Linked DNA regions of Mus musculus: region 2 is linked to region 1. A link is a contact called in public Hi-C data. All regions are on one chromosome and are shown on one strand. The core of a region is the stretch at or near the end of the contact, and the rest is flanking DNA. Distances in the headings are between cores, read along the strand shown.

What was found. Hi-C and Micro-C count contacts between places; a contact is called where the count stands out from the background.
Region 2: a contact with region 1 is called in a Hi-C map of epidermal suprabasal cells, with 1.9 times the contacts expected there. The contact joins two enhancer-like sites. A contact is called at or near these places in 2 of 39 promoter capture datasets (cranial neural crest and embryonic stem cells), 3 of 484 Hi-C or Micro-C datasets (epidermal suprabasal cells, muscle stem cells and uterus), 5 of 115 datasets of contacts at active chromatin or transcription factors (embryonic stem cells, extraembryonic endoderm stem cells, heart atrium and 2 more) and 3 of 9 other capture datasets (adipose tissue, liver and pancreatic islet).

Annotation. Positions count from the first base shown.
Region 1 is chr2:84,631,783-84,634,591 of GRCm38.p6, forward strand. The region is part of intron 1 of Ctnnd1 (catenin (cadherin associated protein), delta 1); the gene reads right to left. Among named protein-coding and RNA genes, the nearest start is that of Ctnnd1, 18 kb to the right of the region's middle. Within about 2 kb of position 1,424, at least 154 of the 459 cell types and tissues checked have an H3K27ac peak or open chromatin away from gene starts, as enhancers often do. A contact at or near this core is called in epidermal suprabasal cells, trophoblast stem cells and uterus, where this site is marked.
Region 2 is chr2:84,704,061-84,706,869 of GRCm38.p6, forward strand. All of the region lies in intron 2 of Zdhhc5 (zinc finger, DHHC domain containing 5), which reads right to left. Among named protein-coding and RNA genes, the nearest start is that of Zdhhc5, 9.7 kb to the right of the region's middle. Within about 2 kb of position 1,376, at least 42 of the 459 cell types and tissues checked have an H3K27ac peak or open chromatin away from gene starts, as enhancers often do. A contact at or near this core is called in epidermal suprabasal cells, trophoblast stem cells and uterus, where this site is marked.

The DNA of each region.
Region 1 (2,809 bases), core at 174-2,673:
CATGCGCCTTTAATGCCAGCACTCATGAGGCAGAGGCAGATAGATGTTTGTTTGAGGTCAGCCTGGTAGAGAAAGCGAGTTCCAGGCCAATCGGGGCCACACAGAGAAAGCAAACCCTATTTTAAAAAGAGAAAAGAAGTGAAAGGGAAAAAATAACATAAAAAGTGTCTCTTGTGCCTCTGGGGTAGCTTACACCCAATTGGGGTAGCAATCTAAGTACTGAGGAGGTTAAGGCAGGGAGATCCTTGGGAGTCCAGCCTGGGCTACATAAGCTCCATGATAGCCTGGGTTATACTGTGTGATCCTGTTCTCCCCTCCCCAAAAACAAACCACCCACCAGGAATTTGATTCCATCTTCCCCTGACTGGCATGGTAGCAGCTCTTCGGAGCTTTCTAGGAGCTATGTGCTGGAGCAATGGACCTGTGCTGCATTAAAAAGTTCCTTGGTCCTGAGAGATTACCAGGTTTTCAGTAACCAGGGCCACAAAGGTTTCTGGGCCAGGGGCATCTGAAGGACACAAATACTTAGGCCCTAAGTTGGCCATCCTGGCTTGACTCAGCTCCAGGTAGCATGTAGCCAAGCTGAGAGATGAGCTTGACTTAGTGATATCAACTAAGCTAGCCTAGAACTCAGCATTGCTCCTCGTCTCAGCTACCTACTGATGGGACTATGGGTGTGTATTACATCCACGGCAGAATTTAATGTTTATTTTCTTTTTCATTTTGCTTGTTTGCGTCAGGATCTCCACTCTGCAGTCTAAGCTGGCCTGTAACCCTAGATAGTCCAAACTGTCTTCAAACTCTTGAAGTCATCCTCACACCTCAGTTTTCAGAATGCTAAAACTACAGATGATGGCCACCATACAAGATGAATTTGTAGCTCCTACTGTAAATTTGTAATTTCAGAAAAGTATGTGGAGACTGAGGAATACAGTTCAGGGGTACAAAGCTAAGAGGTCTTGTGCCACAACAAAAACTGGTCCACAGGCAGGAAGATCACTGGAGTCTGGGATAGGAGTTTGAGGAAACGACACACTGAGAGATATCATCACAAAAGGAAGAAGGGTGGGGGAATCACTTCGTCAAGGCCTAAGTTCAGAAACAACATAGAACATTACTTTTGCTCTTTTCCCCCCTCCTACATATCCTTGCAACTCCCCAAATCCTAGCATATTAACACTGGCTAAAGTTGGGCTAGCTTTGAAGCAAAAGAAAGGTGTGACTCTATCAAGGAACCCAGGACTAAGAGGGCATGGAAAGAAACAAAACCTGCTTCTCTTTGGAGCTGTATGACACATACACAGGACTGGTCTAACAAGTCCTTCTGATCTCTCAGGCCAGGCCACCTCCCTCTCCTCCCCCATTAGCCAGGTGCCTCTCTCCAAGGCCCTCCACTGGGACAGATACTGAATTTTTTCAACAGACACCGAGACAGCTACTCATCTAGATCCCTCTGCAACAGAAGCAAAGGGACCTTGCCTAGCCTTATAAGGAAAAAGCAGGGCTCGAGAGAAGCCGATAAGGAAACTAAGATAAAAGGGAGGGGTGGGGGAGGGGTCAGACTCCAGGAAGGGGACAGGCCAAATGCCTTTCTCCTTCCTGAAGGGAGGGCAGTAAAGTGAGAAAAATCTAACAGAATTTGATGATACTGTGTAACTCTTATTAAAAGAGAAGGAAGGGGGGGGTGAATAACATTTGAAATGTAAATGAAGAAAATATCTAATTAAAATTTTTTTTTAAAAAAAGGAAAGGGAAGGAAAATTCTTAAATCTGCTGTGATTTATTATATTCCCCCCAGCCCCCCCCCCCAAAAAAAAAACCCTAGAAGAAAAGCTTACGCTTCGGGTTTAGGAGAAGCCATTCAACTGACATGAACTCACATTCTTTGTTTTTAAAACACAGCTTCTCACCAATCCTTTTACTTTCTCTCTATGTCATTCCTCATCTCTTGCTCATCATTTGAAAATAACTTGGAAAAGGTGGAATCATGTACCTGAGCCATATGCACAAAGTCCCTCATTTTTCAAAGCCTTGATGAGACTATCAATAGATACCCCTTCTGTGAGGTTTTGGAAACATCTGTCTTTATGAACAACAGTGCATCTATGAAGAAAGCAGTGACAGGAAGCACGACACTTTAACTATATTAACAGGTAACAGGATGAAATGCTTTCCCATCTGAATGAAAGATAAAACCCAGGCCTAGAGCACAGTGTGCTGCAATCTCCCCATAGAAATTCTCAGCAGAATCTTCTCAGTACCTTCTGATCCAGTACCAACCTGTCTGTAAGGTGGTCTGGCCAGTACCTGTGTGATGGCCATATTCTCTGAAAACCTAGGTGGGCTCCAGCGGCTCTCTGCCCACAGTGCTATGTCTGCTTTGCTATACTAAGTGAACATATCGTAAGTAGCACTGCCGGTAAGCAGCCCTACTCAAGGCCATAGTACTTCTCCCCACACGGGAGGGTAGGAACTTTCTATGCTTCCAGTGTTATGAGTCATCCTAAGTACACAAAAGTTAAAACAAGGGGTTTTATTGTTATTTTTTGAGCAGGATATGATAGTATTACATACTTGTAATCCAAATACAAAAAATACAAGGGAGGCTGAAACAAGAGAATTTCAAGCTAGTCTGGGCTACAGAGTGAGCTCCTATCTTCTCTCTCTCTCTCTCTCTCTCTCTCTCACACACACACACACACACACACACACACACACACACACGTTTGAGGAAGGAAGTAGGGTAGACATGGGCAAGGAGTAGTGGATCCACCCCGAGGGACCTTTGGGTCTTACCTTCCCTTTACAA
Region 2 (2,809 bases), core at 126-2,625, 72 kb after region 1:
GGTGCACGCCTTTAGTCCCAGCACTCGGGAGGCAGAGGCAGGCGGATTTCTGAGTTCGAGGCCAGCCTGGTCTACAGGGTGAGTTCCAGGACATCCAGAGCTATACAAAGAAATCCTGTCTTGAAAAACAACAACAACAACAAAAAAAATGTATAAATATAACTAAATACTATTTATGTACCAGGCTTTGCAGCTAGTAAACATTAATAAACTCATTGCTTCTCTTTACTGGGCTATATAGAATTGGGAACCAAAATAATGACAGCTATCGAAGTAAAAACATCCCTTTAGCCACAGTTGCACAGCATTCTCACAGAAAGCCCCAGAAAGCCCCTTCCTCTGAGTGCTTCTACTCAGAAAAGCTGTCCGCACGCCATGGCAGGAGCTGGGGTGGACCGTGGGAAGGAAGAGCCCTGCAGAACCTACTTCCCAGGTTTCTCAGGAAGGAAGGAGAAACTGAAAACCAATCATCCAGGTCAGAGCCTCTCCCTAGTACTTAGCTGTCCTTCAATTTCCGCCTGAGGAGAAGAGAAAGGGTGACTCACTTCACTCACTCACTTCACAGCCTGGGAAGATAATTAGAAGGGAAAAATAAATCTTTAAACCACTTGTGATTTAAAGTTCTTAGAACTGGTCACTGTAGCCCCTCAACTCAAAGTCCAATCTAGGCCTTTCCTTTTTTCTTATTATTTTCCTCCTCACACCCTCCCATTTGTTTTGTTTTTTTGAAAGAGGGTCTCTTTGTGTGGCGTATTTCTGCCTAGAACACTAAAATACTCTCACACTTTAAAACTTCTAATATTCCTGCCAGCTTCAGCCTTCTGGGTGATAGTATTACACACAGGTTGTGCCACCACACCTGGCTCAACTCCTGATCTTTTAGACCCCACCTTTTCTTCAGTGTCATTTCCAACAAAATAAATCACCCAACTCCTTGTGTATCCTGCCAAATTTTACCTTTAAACCTGTCAGTATATTTCAGTGAAATACATAATAGTAAAATTGAGTTTATCTATTGTTAAAATAAAGACTGTCCCCACAGTGACAGAATGTCTAAGTGATTCAAATAATTCACCTTCTTCATGAACAGTATCTCCTAGACTGAGACTTGCAGCCTCTAGCTTTAGGACTCTAGCTGAAGGAGCAATTCACCTCAACAATCTGTGAGCAAAGCCTGCTTCAGCCACACCCTATGCTCTACTTGTCTTAAGGAAAAGCTTTCCTTGTTTTAGCACTCTGCTAAATTCTAAGATGACCACTCCAAGTGGCCTATTTGAATCGGTTGCCTTTGATAGAAAGAGATGTAGCCAGACCTAAGAGAAAAGTTAGGACTTGTCCTTAGCTCTGTAAGTAATAATCACAGAGCACAAGAAGTTTAGGGAGTGGCTGCAGCTCAGAAGCTGAGTCACTGATGGGATCCCAGACAGAAACCACCCCAGGTAGAACAGGTTCTTCTGCCCACCCATTCATTATGCCTATTTTCAATGCCAAGTAAAAGGGGAAGTGGGGGTTTCAATAGACACTCTTCTGAAATCTTGTTCCCTAACATTTCTAACACTTCCTACTACTTAAAAGGAAAAAAAAAGTTCAAATTCCTAGAAAGGAAAACTCAACCAATGAGTCTTAGATTCTAATTCTTTCTCAATTCACAGGAAACTCTTAAGCTTGCTACTTGTCACTTCAGTTGTGTGATACACACATGAAAATAAAGAAGCATGTCTGAAAAGATGCTAAAATTCTTCTGTGGGGGAGAAGGAGGCAGGTCCTGTTCTTGGTTTGAGGCAGGTTCTCATTATGTGGACCAGGTTGTTCTCTTCTTACTCAAAGATCCATCTGATTGCCTCCCAAGTGCTGAGATTAAACGCATGTGCCATGCTTTACTACTAGAATTCTTTTTAAATCAGCTTGTATCATACTGAGAATTCACCAGATATAAGACGCAAGAAAAATCTTCACTATCACCAATTATCATTTCGGCTCTTTCATCCTTGATCCCATCTCCCCTATGTGAGGTACTAGAGATTGAAGGACATTTAAAGCTGAGGCAGTAAGCTCCTAAGGAACATGCCTATGCCCCCCACCCAAGCCTAGCATTCTGCTTGAGCATTTGTCTAGTGTTTCTTGATGAGACAGCTGGAATGAAAGCCCCGTTTCCAGCCTAGAAATTCATCAAGGAACAATTCCGTAAAGATTCCATGGAAAACAATTTGTCCTCTGAGAGATTCCTAAGTTTTTCTTTACACTTGCTTCTTGTACTTCTATACCCTGTAATTTCCAGCATCTGAACCATGTATGCTGTAGGATCTAGGCACTTTCCTGGATGAGGAAAACCACACGGGAAGGAAAGGAACAGCCATGCTTCAATTAATGCCCCAGATCATCAGGCTGTTCCCACTCAAATCAGATGCTAAGCCCTCTCCACAGAGAAGAGAAGAGAAGAGAAGAGAAGAGAAGAGAAGAGAAGAGAAGAGAAGAGAAGAGAAGAGAAGAGAAGAGAAGAGAAGAGAAGAGAAGAGAAGAGAAGAGACCTCCACAGAGGTTGCCCAAAGAGTGGAAAAGACCTGAGGCAGAATCTGAAAGAAAGAAAGCAAGTTGGGCCTCGGATAGGACACTGGAGAGACCATCCGGATTAGTAACTAACCTGCTTTTTTATTCTACCAAAAACAGAGATCTCCCTACCTCTTCTCCCCAACTTTAGAAATGGAAAATTGAGACTTTGTACTTGGGAACACTATAGAGGAGATCAATTTAGTGATTCCCAATGATGTTGCCAGGAGCTCTGAGGTGTTAGGCACTCTGGGAAGCTGGT